Linked DNA regions of Zea mays: all the other regions are linked to region 2. Evidence: chromatin contacts called from public Hi-C data. All regions are on one chromosome and are shown on one strand. Each heading gives the region's core, a stretch centred on a gene start, on an enhancer-like site or on the middle of the called end of the contact. The rest is flanking DNA. Distances are from core to core; before and after follow the strand shown. Region 1 holds the start of LOC103643254 (receptor-like protein kinase). Region 2 holds the start of LOC103643252 (protein ecdysoneless homolog). Region 3 holds the start of LOC103643251.

Evidence for each region. Hi-C and Micro-C count contacts between places; a contact is called where the count stands out from the background.
Region 1: a contact with region 2 is called in a Hi-C map of leaf, with 5 times the contacts expected there. The contact joins the promoter of LOC103643254 here to the promoter of LOC103643252 in region 2. A contact is called at or near these places in 3 of 25 Hi-C or Micro-C datasets (ear and leaf).
Region 3: a contact with region 2 is called in a Hi-C map of leaf, with 6 times the contacts expected there. The contact joins the promoter of LOC103643251 here to the promoter of LOC103643252 in region 2. A contact is called at or near these places in 6 of 25 Hi-C or Micro-C datasets (bundle sheath, ear, endosperm and 2 more).

Annotation. Positions count from the first base shown.
Region 1 is chr1:215,413,221-215,418,262 of Zm-B73-REFERENCE-NAM-5.0, forward strand. It overlaps LOC103643254 (receptor-like protein kinase), which reads right to left and starts at 1,351. Exons shown (of 5, transcript XR_560915.4): 1 at 1,158-1,351; 2 at 1-210.
Region 2 is chr1:215,210,131-215,215,046 of Zm-B73-REFERENCE-NAM-5.0, forward strand. LOC103643252 (protein ecdysoneless homolog) reads left to right here and starts at 3,083. Exons shown (of 5, transcript XM_008666405.3): 1 at 3,083-4,411; 2 at 4,779-4,916. The coding sequence starts at 3,258.
Region 3 is chr1:215,035,726-215,040,746 of Zm-B73-REFERENCE-NAM-5.0, forward strand. LOC103643251 reads left to right here and starts at 3,075. Exons shown (of 3, transcript XM_008666404.3): 1 at 3,075-3,489; 2 at 4,738-5,021. The coding sequence starts at 3,151.

The DNA.
Region 1 (5,042 bases), core at 101-2,600, 200 kb after region 2:
AGTTGCATCAGAATCACTCCAGTTGGTTCTTATGGGACTTGGTAGTATGAGGCTTTTGGACAGAGCAAGAAGAGCTAGGCCATCTGAACTCATACCCTGTGATGTTGAAACTAACACGAAGAAGAGAAAAAACTGATGCCATAAAACCAGCTTCATCTTGTCCCCGAAAATTTGGTATAGAAGTGAGCAGAAGATCCCTTTTTCCCCCTCCTATACACAAGCAGTTCAACGCACAATCAGATGGGGATTGCATATATGAACAGTTTCCATCAACCAAAATTGCCATCAAACAAACGGGGATTAGTTTTCCCATAAAAGCAAGGTTCCAGAATAATTTGATGAAACTGCAAGCTACTCTTTTTCCCGATAAAAGGTGGTAGAAACACTTTTGCAACGTTAAGAATCTTGAACAAGCCCTGCCTACTGTTCTGAAACACATACTACTAGACAATTTTCTCCGCCGAGTAGAACACGTACTCATGTTAGAACGTAATAATGTACTACTCCGTAGTACTCATAAATTAGTGTGGTTAACTAGAGCCCCCCAATTTGATAGACACCATGGACAATGAAGTGAACCACCGGCAGTTCTGATTAAAGCCGTTCTTCTGTTCAACATACTACTAATCAATAAGATGGGATCCGATCTCGAACACAGAAGCATTTCTCTATTTCTAAAAATAATGGACACCACCATATGGGCTGATGGACACCCCGATTTATTTTCTTAAAAAAAATGGTCACCTCGATTGCAACTGCAAGCAAGCGAGACGCCCTCTGTCCTACTACGCCGACGGCTCCACACAAGAATGAAGAAGCTTCCTAGGCACAGCAGAAACATTCCCCACTCCCCAGCGAAATCTGCACCCAGGAAAGCTCATTTCAGCGGGCTAGACACTGAAACAGCCATCGAATTTGCTTCGTTCCTGAACAACACACTCTCCATTTGACAGCCCGCGCTGCCAGCAACCCGAGAACTACCAGGCAGATGCGAATGCAACAGACAAGGCAGGCAGACAGCAGGAACGAAACGAATGATGGAGCGGCGGTTCCTCGGAGTCAAACGACAAGCAGCACACAGGCCAGGAAGTATAGTACGGGCGGAAACTGCTCGACCAGGAGAGAAGAACAGGGGGAGGCGAGTGTGCAGCGCTCACCAGAGACAGCAACTCTGTGCACGCAGGGCGGGAGGATCCTGCGAAACAGAGACCGGCAGGCGTTGCTCTAGTTTTCACTAGTAGCACTAGTAGAAGCATCCATGGCGGACGAGAATGAGAGAGCACCGGCAGCGCGGCGGACTGTTGGCGCAGGCACGAGCACAAGCGAGCGAAGCCACCGGTTTTTAGACAGGCGCGCCTAGAGATGGCAATGGGTAAAAACCCGTTGGGTATTACTTGCTCAAACCCATACCCGCGAAGAAAAACTACGCTCGCTAAAAAACCCATACCCATGACGGGTATAAAATTTGGCCCAAACCCATACCCATGCGGGTTTCGGATACCCAACGGGTGTCCCATACCCACTAACATCAACATAAAAAATAATTCATCATGTAAATGACAATCAATACATTAATAAGCTAGCATAAAAGGAACAAGTGATAACTAATTTTAGCCTAAAATTTGTTGCATGAGGTTTATTTCAATTAGAACATGTTCAATTAATAATATTATGAGGCATATTTATAAGGAATGTTGATTTTAAGGCGGGTTTTAAAAACCCATGGGTTTGCGGGTATGGGTAGTGGAAGAACAAACCCATACCCACGTACCCGTTGGGTTTCCATTTGAACCCATTAACAAACCCATGGGTAGAGAAATTGACCCAAACCCATACCCTAATAGAGCAAAAACCCCATCGGGTTTCGGGTAGCGGGTACCATTGCCATCTCTAGGCGCGCCGCCTTCCTTTTTGATGCGAGCCCAGCGGAGGCGGAGGGACGACACGACACGCGGTAATCCACCCCTTCCTCACACGGCCACACGGGCATACCGGTTGTCGGCTGTGTGTGGATGGCCTGCGCCCGCGGTCAACTTGCGTTGCGTTCGCACACTGTGGTCTGCGCGGCGCAAGTTCACACACCGGACTGGGGCGTGAGCTTTTGAATTTCGTTTCAGACTGGCGGCAATTTTAATCGGGGATTTGGGGGCGTTGGATGCCAAAGAAATACCCAGTATTTTTTCACTATATTATCTTAGGGGGTGTTTGGTTTCTAGGGACTAATGTTTAGTCCCATCATTTTATACTATTTTAGTCTATAAATTGACAAATATAGAAACTAAAATAGAGTTTTAATTTCTATATGTGGCAATTTTGGAACTAAAATGGAATAAATTGTAGGGACTAAAAATTAGTCTCTAGAAACCAAACACCCCCTTAGTAGAACTGTAGAAAAAAATCTCCATTTCTGCATCCATAGGTTTGCTACTCTGATCCGAGTCAAACCCACGTTTTTGCGACGGATGAAGCCTACCTTGAATGGCTTTTCTAATAGGTTATTGCTTCCTAGGATCAGTTCTTCAAGTATAAATATTGCATAATAAAACTCAAGTTTTAGAACGTAAATACAACTAAAGGACAATATGTATAAGCAGGCTTATATCTTTTCAAATGATCTTATGGACATCTTTAGCTAAATGCAAGCTTTATCCTACACTAGTATTATATCAAATGGCATAGACCAATTAATTGCTAAACACATTATTTAAATCATCATTTACATTTGGCGAGTTATTTAAATATTTTTATGCCTTTTCATCTTTTGACAATTTTTATGTATCTACTATCTATCCTAAAATATAATAATATTTAAAGATATAATTAAAAATAGCAGAAATAAGTTTTTATGAAGTCTCTTTTCTTATTAAGGGCCAACCGATCTAACGAACCAGCGATGTATAGAGTATGGATTGTCGCTGCCCAACTCACAAGGTCTCAGGCTGAAGATGATGCTGCAAAGGAGCTCGTCGAGGAGCTATTTTTGCAAAGGTGCCGAAGCCATTATCAGAAGAGTCGAAGCCCTACCAAACAGGTCCTAACTATTAGCCAGAATTTTCTTTAGGAGTGGCAATAAATATATAACTACAGTTATAATGTTAATAAATAGAATATATATACATATACAATACAAGAGTCACTGGTCATAACAATTAACACAGATATACACTAAGTACGTACTATATTTTAACTTATTATAAACTAACTCCTTTTATTTTAGCCTTAAAAACAAATACAAAACAAATTTTCTTTTTGTTAGGGGGCCATGGCCCCTACTAGCCCCCTGTCTACGCCACTGTGTTCAACCTAGCTAAAATTAGCTAATTGTTAGCCAGCTATTTGTTAGTCAGCTAATTTTGCTAACAACTTTTTAGCCAACTAACTACTAGCTCTAGTGCAATCATAGGGGCCTAAGATTCGCATGGATGGGGCCTCATGGCAAAAATGGAAGATGTGTTGCATATCATAAGACATGCATGTGGCAGACACTACAGTAGTAGTACCTACCTAATGGATACCCAGGAACGAGGTACCCAAAGTGAGGCCATGACCCTTAACACCCCATCTAAACCAATCAGGTTTTACCGAGCAACTCTATGAGGCAGGCGTGCCGACCAGGTCTTGTCGAGCGACTCTGTGAGGCGGACGGGTCGACCAGGTCCTGCCGAGCAACTCTGCGAGGCAGCCCAAACGACCAAATCCTGCCAAGCAACTCTGTGAGACAGAAGGACCCGAAGTCTATGGTGGGAGCCAATACACTTGTGGGCCCCTGGCACCATGCCCTCCATACACGCACACGCTAGGAGCACGCCTATACCTAACTGACGTGGAGACAAGATGAGCACTATTGCTCAACGCCGGCCACGGTAGGGCACGTCGCCACGCACGTATCGTCTTGGATGACGCCACGACACGCCGGTGGAACGATGGGAAGTTGAAAGGGAAATAGGGTCAAACCTTTTCCTAAATGATTTTGGTGGTTGAAATGCCCAACACAAATAATTGGACTAACTAGTTTGCTCTAGATTATATGTTCTACAGGTGATAAAGGTTCAACACAAACCATTAAAAAGATCTAAGTTAGGGTTCAAAAGAAAGGAGCAAAAGAAACCGGAGAGAACCCTGGTCTGGCGCACCGGACAGTGTACGGTGCCCCAGGGACCGTACAGGCTGAACTCTTCACCTTCGGGTTTCTGGAGAGCCGCTCTGCTATAATTCACCGGACTGTCCGGTGGGTCACGGGTCTATCCAATGTACCAGCGGAGCAACGGTATCGAGCGCAACGGTCGACTCCAACGGTCGCCTGCAATGTGAACAGTGCGCGGACAGTTCGCGCAGCGTCAGAGCAGCGCCAGAAGGCGCACCAGACAGTGAACAGTGCCTGTCCGGTGCGGCACCGAACTGTCCGGTGCCCCAAGCTGTTAGAGCTCCAACGGTCGAAACCGTCAGAACCCTAACGGTTGGGTGACGTGGCTGGCGCACCGGACTGTCCGGTGCGCCCATCGACAGACAGCCTCCCCAACGGTTGGTTTGGTGGTTGGGGTTATAAATACCCCCCAACCACCACCACTTCAAGCATCTAAGTTTTTCAGACATCTCATTCAATACAAGAGCTAGTGCAGTCAATACAAGACACAATTCAATAGAATCAAAGCCTCTCCAAGTCCCAAATCCACTCCAAACAAATAGTGACTAGAGAGAGAGTTTTGCTCGTGTTCTTTGAGCTCTTGTTCTTGGATCACTTTCTTCTTCCTCATTCTTGTTCTCAAGACACTTGTAACCAAAGCAAGAGACACCAAGTTGTGGTGGTCCTTGTGAGGGGTCTAAGTGACCCATTTGATTAAGGAGAAAGCTCACTCGGTCTAAGTGACCGTTTGAGAGAGGGAAATGGTTGAAAGAGACCCGGTCTTTGTGACCACCTCAACGGGGACTAGGTTTGCAAGAACCGAACCTCGGTAAAACAAATCATCGTGTCACCCACTTTATTTCTTGGTTGATTTGTTTTCACCCTCTCTTTTGGACTCGATTTTATTTCTAACGCTAAC
Region 2 (4,916 bases), core at 1,833-4,332:
TCGCGGGCTGAGTCTTCTCCAACACGCTCCAAGGTCCTCCCCCTACGACATGGGGGCTGGGTCCCACGCATCGTGCAAGCTGGCCTAGGACAGAAGGAGCCAAAACCGCCGCGCACGGTGCGCGCGACTGCCCAACGGTTACGAGCGCTTCTCCACTTTCGCCCAGACCAGCGAGTGAAAGGGCGGACCGCCATGCAGGCGGCATGCAACCGCACCAAGGGGGGCGCACCCCTTCGACTTCGACGCGTCCAGTGTGGAGGCCCAGGCCCACACGTCATGTAACCGGCGCGCCGGTTACTACGTGCGAGAAACTGCACCGCCACTTGCGCCAGTACCGTGCCTCCTCGACTGCGGAACCAGTGCCGCGACTCGAGGCGACCCTGCGCACGGCCCAACAGTGCCAACCGAGCACATCAGTCACGGGTCAGTCAGCCGCGGGAGAAGGCGCGACGGTCGATACGGCCAGAAATGGGCCGGCAGTAATGGCGGTGGCAGGCGGGCGGAAGCAGCGGTCAAGTCGTCAGCAAGCTCACGTCCCCTCCTAGGACAGCGAGAGAACCCTCTCCCACGGCGTGAAGACGACGCGCCCGTGTCCCGTTCCTCGAACGGCCCGCGCACGCGCGACGGCCGCCCCGCGAGCCACTCGTCCCGTCGCATTAACTCTGCGGCAGGACAGGCGGCACCTTTGGCAGGCGAAGCAGGCGACGCTTCGCTTCCGCCATAATGACCGCGTCAAAAAAGGTGCGCCACGTCGTTCGATTTCGTATCCTTTTCCTCTTCCTCTTTCTCTCTCTTACAACAGGGACCGTGAAAGGAGATATTCCGAAAGGGATCCTTCTCCGCGAAGGAAGCGGGCCCCGAGCCCCCCTACTGATCAGAGGTTCAAAGGCTGGCCCCTCGGAAGGGTTCAACAGCCGCCTCAGAGCACTCGGGCTCCGCGCCCACTACTGGTCAGAGGTTCGAAGGCCGACCCCTCGGAAGGGTTCAACGACCGCCTCAGGCCACTCGGGCTCCGCGCCCACTACTGATCAGGGGTTCGTAGGCTGGCCCCCGAAGGGTTCGACAGCCGCCTCAGACGCAGAGCGAGGGATGACCCTGGGTACGTTTGATACATAACCAAGGCTCGGGCTACGCTCCCGAGGTACCCTAGGACATTTCCGAGACCAACGGGAACGATCTTGTAACGGAATCCCATCAGAGGGAGGCATCGAGCCCTCGGACCCCGTCAAAAGGGGACCGGGTCCGGCAAAAGGGGACCTCGGAAGACAGACTCGACCTCGACCTCGGAGGAGCCACCGCCTCGCCCGACCCAGGGCTCGGACCGACCACGTCACAGGGGGGGCATCATTACCCTACCCCTAGCTAGCTCAGGCTACGGGGAACAAGACCGGCGTCCCATCTGGCTCGCCTCGGTAAACAAATAATGATGGCGCCCCGCGTGCTCCATGACGACGGCGGCTCTCAGCCCCTTACGGAAGCAAGGAGACGTCAGCAAGGACTCGACAGCCCCGACAGCTGTCCTTCCGCAAGGCTCCAGCGCTCCTCCGACAGCCACGACATCACATGAACAGGGTGCCAAAACCTCTCCGGCTGCCACGACGGCATGTACTTAGGGCACTAGCTCCTCTCTGCTAGACACGTTAGCACACTGCTACATCTCCTATTGTACACCTGGGCCCCCTCCTTACGCCTATAAAAGGAAGGTCCAGAGCTCTCGTACGAGAGGGTTGGCCGCGCGGAGAGGACGGGACGGCGCGTATAGGCCTCTCGCTCCCTCCCACGCGGACGCTTGTAACCCCCTACTGCAAGCGCACCTGACCTGGGCGCAGGACAACACGAAGGCCGCGGGTTTCCCCTTTATGCCTGTCTCCCTCTTCTTGCCCCCCTTCGTGCTCCGTCTCGCGCCGACCCATCTGGGCTGGGACACGCAGCGACAGTTTACTCGTCGGTCCAGGGACCCCCGGGGTCGAAACGCCGACAGTATTAACACAGAACTAGTTTCAGTTAGTGTGTTGCAGTTGGAGTACTATCTATTTTAGACACAATCTATCTGTGTTGTTTCAGACACAATCTCTGTGTTGTTTCAGACACAATCTGCCTGATTTCAATTTGTGCCCATCAATCAGTTTTACTGTTTCAGATACTTCAATTTTCAAGTTTCTGAAAATAGAATAATGAAACTTAAGAGAGTGGCTCCAGATCGATGGGCACAAAATCAAACTAAAAACTACCACAAAAACAGACAAAGCAGGCAAATTATTTACGCTGAAACTGCCAACACAGGCTGATCTGAAAACCAACTGACAGTTTCAGTCTGGTTGATAGGCACAAACTGGCAGTTTCAAGTGAAAATACAAAGCAGGCAGTTTCATAATCTGAAACCCACATGAGCTAAATCTGCCACAAAAAGAGAGTTAACTAAAAACCGAAAATATGTTGTTCCATATAAAGAAGGCTCTTCCATACAATAAATAGACTTGCAACCAAAGTACATCAATAAACTTAGAATAGAAAGCAGGCTTTCCTTACAATAACACAACTCCACCATAGTACATAAGTCCAGACACAACTCATTACACATAGGGTTTGACTTTCTATGGATTCAAATGATGAAAATAACAACTTATCTCTTGCCCTGAAAACAAAATGTTGCAGCCACATCTAACTAATGCCATAAATCTCTTCGAAATTATAACCCATAGCACGACATTGCTCATACAAAGAGACAACTTCCTTATTCTCTTCATTTAGGTCCTCGGACACCATTTCCCACAGCTCCGGATCTTCTGAGATTTATTTAAGCTCTGGGTCATCAACATCTGAAGGGTAAACATCGAAGTCCCAAGAAGGAAACTTATTCTTCAAATCTTGTTCATAAATAATGGAAGTCTTCTCTAGCATCTTACGGACATGGTCCAGATGGCCTATAACCTTTCCTAAACCCTAAACTAATGGTGACGACAATGGATTACGAGACTTTAACACTACAAAACGATTGAGCTTGTCCATTTAGAAGAGTTATTGTTAAAAGCGAAGCCGTCGGCTCTCTTTTACCTTCGAGCGAAACCTATTCTGCTACCGTCCTAATCACAAAAATCTCGCACCTTCCCGGACCGCCATGGCGGCATCCGAGGCTTCGAGCCCGTCGGCCCCTATCAAAATCTCCGATACCTGTTTCAGAAAAAGAAACCCAAAAGGCCAAAACCCCGTGCCCGGACCTGTCATCGTTCTCTCCCCCAGCCTATTGCCTCGTTTCCATGGCGGCCACCGCCTCCAACCCGTTCCCGTTCCCCTCCCGTCGCTCGCCGGAAGATAGCCTCTTCTACGCCGTCTACCCGATACTACTCCCCAGCCACCTTCCCGCGCCCGCACTCCACGCCTCGCTCCAGTCCCTCCACCTCTCCCTCCTCTCGCACCTCGCCCCCTTCCTATCCTCCCATCTCTTCCACCGGGATCCCTTCACGCTCACCCTCCCGGCGGACCCGGCCGCCCCCTGCGCGCTTTGCGCCTCGCCGCCCGTGCCCCACCTCCACGGCGCGCTCCGTTTCGGCGACTCCCTCCCCGACGAATGGATCGCCGTTTCCCTCCTCTTCGCGCTCACCCGCGCCTTCCCCGACATCGCGGCCCGCGCCTGGGACTCCGACGGGGAGTTCCTCCTCATCGAGGCCGCCTTCGCGCTCCCACGGTGGCTCGACCCGGAATCCGCCCCCAATCGCGTCTTCATCTTCCGCGGGGAGCTCCACATCCTGCCGCCCTCCCTCTTCCCCGAGACGCCGTCCCTGGAAGCCGCCCTTGCCGCCATCTACGACGATTCCATCGACACCCGCGCTGCCGACGCCATCCAGGCAGCCATACAGCGCCGTATCGCTGGGCTGCCCGAGAAGGCGGCGGAGAACCTACACACAGCACGCGTTATCGTCCCGGCGCCCGTGGCAAAGGTGCTCAAGGAGGAGCCATGCCTGATCGCGCGTGCCATCGAGGGTTTCTACGACCGGGACATTGACACCATGAAACATGCGGCGAGGATGGAAAAATTCCTCAAAGGGCCTGGTGGGGAAGGGATTGAGATAGTGAGAACCACAGTACGCATGACGCGGGCAATGTACGCACAGCTTGTGCAGCAGAACTTTCAGGCTCCCAGGGGGTACCCGATGCCTAGGAGGGAGGAGGGGCCAGAGAAATGGATGGAGGCAGAGCTGGGGATGAAGATTGCCTGTGGGTTCGAGATGATGTATCAGGAGAGGAAACGGCAGGGCGAGGAAGGTAAATGTAGCACGTGGGATGTTTACAGGAAGAGTTTGGAGGCAACTGGGTGCTTGGACGGGCTGTATCCTGGGTCAATTGAGTATAAGAGGGTCATTGAAGATGCAATGCAATATTACAAGAGCTCTAATTTGTATTCCCGAACAAGGTGCTTCTAGTCACTCTTTCTAGCCATGTGGATTCACCTATCTGCTTTGTTACTATGCGAAAGGATGTCATTCTGCAACAATCCCATGCATAAAATGTCTAATTTCTAGTTCACTACCGTTTCAAAAATCTACCTGGTTTGCTGTGCATTATTTGTTCTTTTTGAAGAACGCTATAGCCATTGTCTCTATTAAATATAACTATATAAGTACAAAGTAGTGTCATTTCAATAATTCTTGAGGCTACCAGGATTTCTTTACCATACTGTATGAAGAACACCTAATTTACAAACAGATGTTTTCTTTTGAACTTGATTAATGCAAATCCCTTAGTGTTTTAATACTCTTACAAATTGCAATACGTCACAGGGAGATACTGAGTGAACCAGTGCGGCGAATTGATGAAATCCTATCAATGCTGTACTCAACTGATGAATTTAAAGGCACTGATCTTCCTCCTAGTGATAATGACTCTTGGTTGTATGGTGGGGATGATGAGTTAAATGC
Region 3 (5,021 bases), core at 1,825-4,324, 170 kb before region 2:
GATCACGACGGCGACGAAAGCGCGAGGGGGAGCTGAGCGAAGCATCGCAGCGGTGGACTGGTCTGGGAGGAGGGTGTTGATGGCGGCGGATGACGGGATCTGGGAGTGGTCGAGGCTGAGGAGGGCGCCATGGGGAGCTAGCAGAGGGGGAGGATGTCATCGGGGACGCGGTCACCTCTCCCGCGCCCCCGCCGATGCCGCCGCTCGCGCAGACGCAGAAGGGGGATGCCGCCCAAGAGGAAAGACAGCGCGGGTGTGGTGGTACCGGCCCAGCCCGCTAGGCGGAGGGAGGACGAGGAGGAGGTCGTTTGCTTCATCTGTTTCGACGGGGGCAACCTCGTCATCTGCGATCGGAGGTGGGTGCCCCGTGCCGCGCTCTCTCCTCCCTCTCTGTTGACTGCTGCACCGCGTCGAGGAGGGTGGGTGGGTTCTCCGAGGCTCTCTGCCTGCTCCCCCGCACGTGTTGCCTCCACAATTGCGCGCTGGATCTTCTCTTTCTTTTTGTCGCGGGATTGACCCCACCTGCTCTGTTGGGGGCGGGGATCTCGGACATGGAGGACGGGGACGGGAGGCGGAGGCATGGAAGGGGCGCGGGGAGGAGTATGGAAGGGCGGCCGAAGATGGAAGGGAGGCGGGGGAGGAGGATGACAGTCAGGTTTGCCAGCGAGAATCACGGTCAGGCGGAGCAGGGGAAGGGGGTCGCGGAGGAGGGCAGAGCGTGCACCATGTGGAATTGTGGACGCCTATACTGGGCTCTTATAAAGTAGTATATATATATATATGACCAAAATAAAACTAAGATGTTTTGTGACTACCACATTAAAAACATTTGGTCAGTAAGAAAAAAGAGTAATCTGTTTAGTGTTTAGTTGAGTACTTTATAGCCATACTAAATACACATACAATGATCATCATCACTATCTCTATCTAGGTATTAGTTCTCCAAAGCCTGTTGAAGCTCTAGATTCTCCAAGTTAAATAATGGATTTTGTGAGCTTTGACGAACCTTAGTTAAATAATGAGTCTATGTTTAGTGGGCTTCGATGGACCTTAATTAAATGGGTCGTGTCAAGCCTGCTCATGGGCTTGACACACATTGGATCGTGCCGATCCAAGTTCACAATTAGGTTGGATCGTGCCTGAAATTATGTGTTTTGGGCCGGTCTAATAGGCACATCATAAATATACACCTATGCAGCCCCCTAAGATTTAAGGATCGAATCATATTAGAATTGAGTTCTATTTCTATTTATTTTTGAACTAAAATTTATTTAGAACCCTAATATTTTGTGAAGAACCATTTAGATCGTGATCCATTACCAGCTATATTACCACCTATAGCTGCGAGACTGCCGGCATCGATACAGTCGCAACATCCACAAATTTGAACACTGACGCGGTTTGGTTTTTGGCCAATGGTATGGATGGGTTTGCTATTTTTCTTCACATGCGCGTGCCGCGCATGCATTTTACCTAGTATAAAAAAATATTCAGATACATACAATACACATATACCTATATCTATATATTACCATATTACATTTTTTTCTTTAATCATTTTGTTCGTCCACCTCCCCTAACTAATAACTAGCAGTAGACGGTCCTACATTGTACTAATGCCTTCATGTCTCATACATGTTCTCATACTTGCGTCTAGCAATGATAAATACATTGTCTGATTCCAATATGTATTGAGTCACGCTGCACATATCTCATATATGCACATGATTTATGACTTGCGCTCATACATTAAAGAACAACTCATATCTACTGGTAACTCGTAGTCCTATTTTTATACATATTGCGCACACGAATAACATTTGTTAGTATAAACTCAAAAGCCTCAAACATGTCAACTCTTATGTCAATCATGAACCATTCACCACACATGGATAAATTCGAGACACTCCTCGATTTGGTCTCTTCGATTGAGGTTATTGTCTAAGGTAGAGAGGATGCGTACTTGGTATCTAGCTGCACATAAGCAAGGGTGATGTGAGAGAGTGGACGATGAGGGTGCTCGGCTCGCGAACGCGTGCTATCGTCATTGCCTATTGTACTGTTCTATATATGCCGTCTTTATGCAAGTGTTCGATGAACCCATGACGTCTTGTCGGTTTGACATGAGAGTCCGTGAGGTTTGAGATATATGATAAGTAGGCAATATTTGGATGAGTCACATCTTTTTCTGATATACAATAACACTATCTCCGTTCTTGAATATTTATCACCTGTTAGTTTATTTTTGAACTAACCCGTGATAAATAAAAAAAAGGAGTGAGTAGTAGATAAAATAGTGCTGCCGTGTGTCTATTTTTGTGCAAACTTTATATTGCAGGGATAGGATGATAATATATTAGCATATGACGGTGGTTCACTGGTTCTATCGTGTGTCTCTATTTTCGTGTAAAGTTTATATTATAGAGGAAGAGAGGGAAACTCGTTTATTTTAGGTAACGTGCATTGCTACGTTATATATGACATAGAATAAATTTTGTTTTAATAAAGCATAAAATATATGTTTTCTATTGATTAGGTGAGTGTAAATATGGAGCCAACAACCAAGGTTCAAACATTCACTTATACATAATTTCAACTTATTTTTTATATAAACTCTTCTATTATAGCAGCAGAGAAAGATTATAAAAGTGTTGGTTGATTCTAAAGAAATACCGTTGAAACTGGTGCTTTGATATAGCAAAGATAAAGAAATGAATTACAGAATTAAATTATTTTTCTACTCTAATAAAATGATATGTGGACACACTATTGTGGATGATGTGATCATGTCACCATACAAAGCAACTTGAAGGGCCGCTAATTTGTCACGTCCCACACTGCCCCAACTGCCCAGCCCAACACAGCCAGGGGGACCTGGAAGAGGGACGAGGGCGAAGCGCCAACCCCAACTGCCCAGCCCAACGAGCCATTGGCAATTTTGCCATTATCATTTGTGAGCTTCGCCAGTATGCCATCGGACCCACAAATCATAGACACAGACGGTCCCACCAGTCATAGACACGGGATGGCATAATAACAAACAGCCAAAATTGAGAGTGGCAAAATAGCAAATTTCTCCAGCCCAACACAGCCAGGGGGACCTGGAGAGATCTGAATTCCCAGCACACTCCTGCCCGCTCCTCCCCGCCGATGGAGATCCCCACCGCTGTCATCCACCGCCTCCAGTCCGCTCTCCGTGAGGCCACCTTCGCCCCTTCTGTAGAAGATGCACCCGCCCCTCCCTTCCCCTCCGTCGCCGATGCCGTCGCAGCCTTCGACTCGTGTGCCGCCTCCGTGTCGGCGGAGCTCCGATGCGTGCGCTGCGGGGCCTCGGGAGGGCTCCTGCGCGGTGTGCGGTCTGCCCTCTGCACCTACTGCGGGTGCCCCAGGCGCGGGGAGGAGGCTGAAGGCGGTGGAAGCGGCGGCGTCGCCTTCCGTGACGGCGTGGCCTACCAGTGGCTGCTCGGCTCGCTTGGACTCGACGGATCCGTGAGCTTTCCTTCCCACATTATTTGACGCTAAGAATCTGTAGATTTGATTCTTGTTGCTTAGGATCTGTTAGCTCTTCTTTCTAGCAAAGCTGAGCCAGCATTCGGGAAAGAAGATGATGTTATTCTCCTGGAGATCTTCTAATACAACTGTTTGTGGAATTGCTATCGCTTTTTTTACTTATTACGCAGTGCTATTCCTAGGAAAGTGCCCAGTAGTTAGAGAAATGTCGGTTGCCAACGGGTCTGTATGAATAGTATACCTTGTTTGGAAATTTTGATTTGCTCAGAATTCAAGAGCCATGAAAGAAATATTCTGCTAGGGTTTTGAGTTGTGAGGCATGCACAATACAAAATAAGGAATTATAATGAGGCTGTAGACATGCTACATTAACCAGAGCTAGTGAAATTTGGATTTTGATAAAAAGGGCATAAACTGCAAATAAGCCATGCCAAACAGATCCTTACACGCTCATCCATTCATCCAGTCATGTATTATAGTTTAGGAGAATCTGATTTGGCTGAACAGGGCCTTTGGTACCATTTTCCCCCCTAGAATTTAAACTTGCTACTGTGGGTGCTTGGCTGTGGTGGTGAGTGTGATCGTGGTGATGCTCAATGGGACCGCGAGGACCTCGCTTTGCCTCGCTGGAGCTGACGGTGTGGCAGAGTACACACAGAGAGACAGAGGGGTAAAAGAAGACCAAATTCTTGCTTGCTTTATTTCTTCAGTGTTTGTCATTATATAGATGAGCTTACAATCAGAATCCCTCAATCACTAATGCCAAGTAGAGAACAACCCAAACAAATTCCTATTTTAAATGAATTGTAATTGTCAAGCTGCTAATTTCTGATGGTGCTAACTTTTGGGTGTAGAGAATGCTTATATTGTTGGATATCCATGCATACCTGCTTAGCTATTTGTTTATATTTGACTACTACTACATTTGCATGTAGTGCTTACTTGCTAACTCACTATGTATTCATTAATGTGTAAAAGCCATTTATGGAATGCAAGCTCCATGCGGTTTAACAGACATTGATCTTTCATACATTGTAACTATGTACTGATTTTAATATGATTGAATCTTCCATTATGATAGATATGTGGTGAATTTACGTGTATTGATATCGTTGTCCTAGTTCTCTTTAAATTCAAAGTATGCAGGAAACATAGTCTCGTTTCTGAAGTTCAATGTTCATGGCTGATGTAAGATTTTTTTCTACTTCTTTTCCCTTTATCATTCAGGAGATTGTAGAATTCGATACTGACACTACAGCTTCGAATAAAAGCAAGGATGTACCACCACCAAACAGTGGGATGATCATATCTGATCTACTGGACTTAAAAATCACATGCCTCCCTGAAAATAAGGAAACATCTCCAAGTTCCATAACAAAGGAGCAATCATCTTCTGTGGATACACTAAATTTATCTGCTGCTAACTTAGATTCATTTTTCATTGAAAGAAAAGAAGAGATGACTTCTGCTTCTCTTCCACAAACTCATTTTTTGGAGCAGGAAAATAAAAG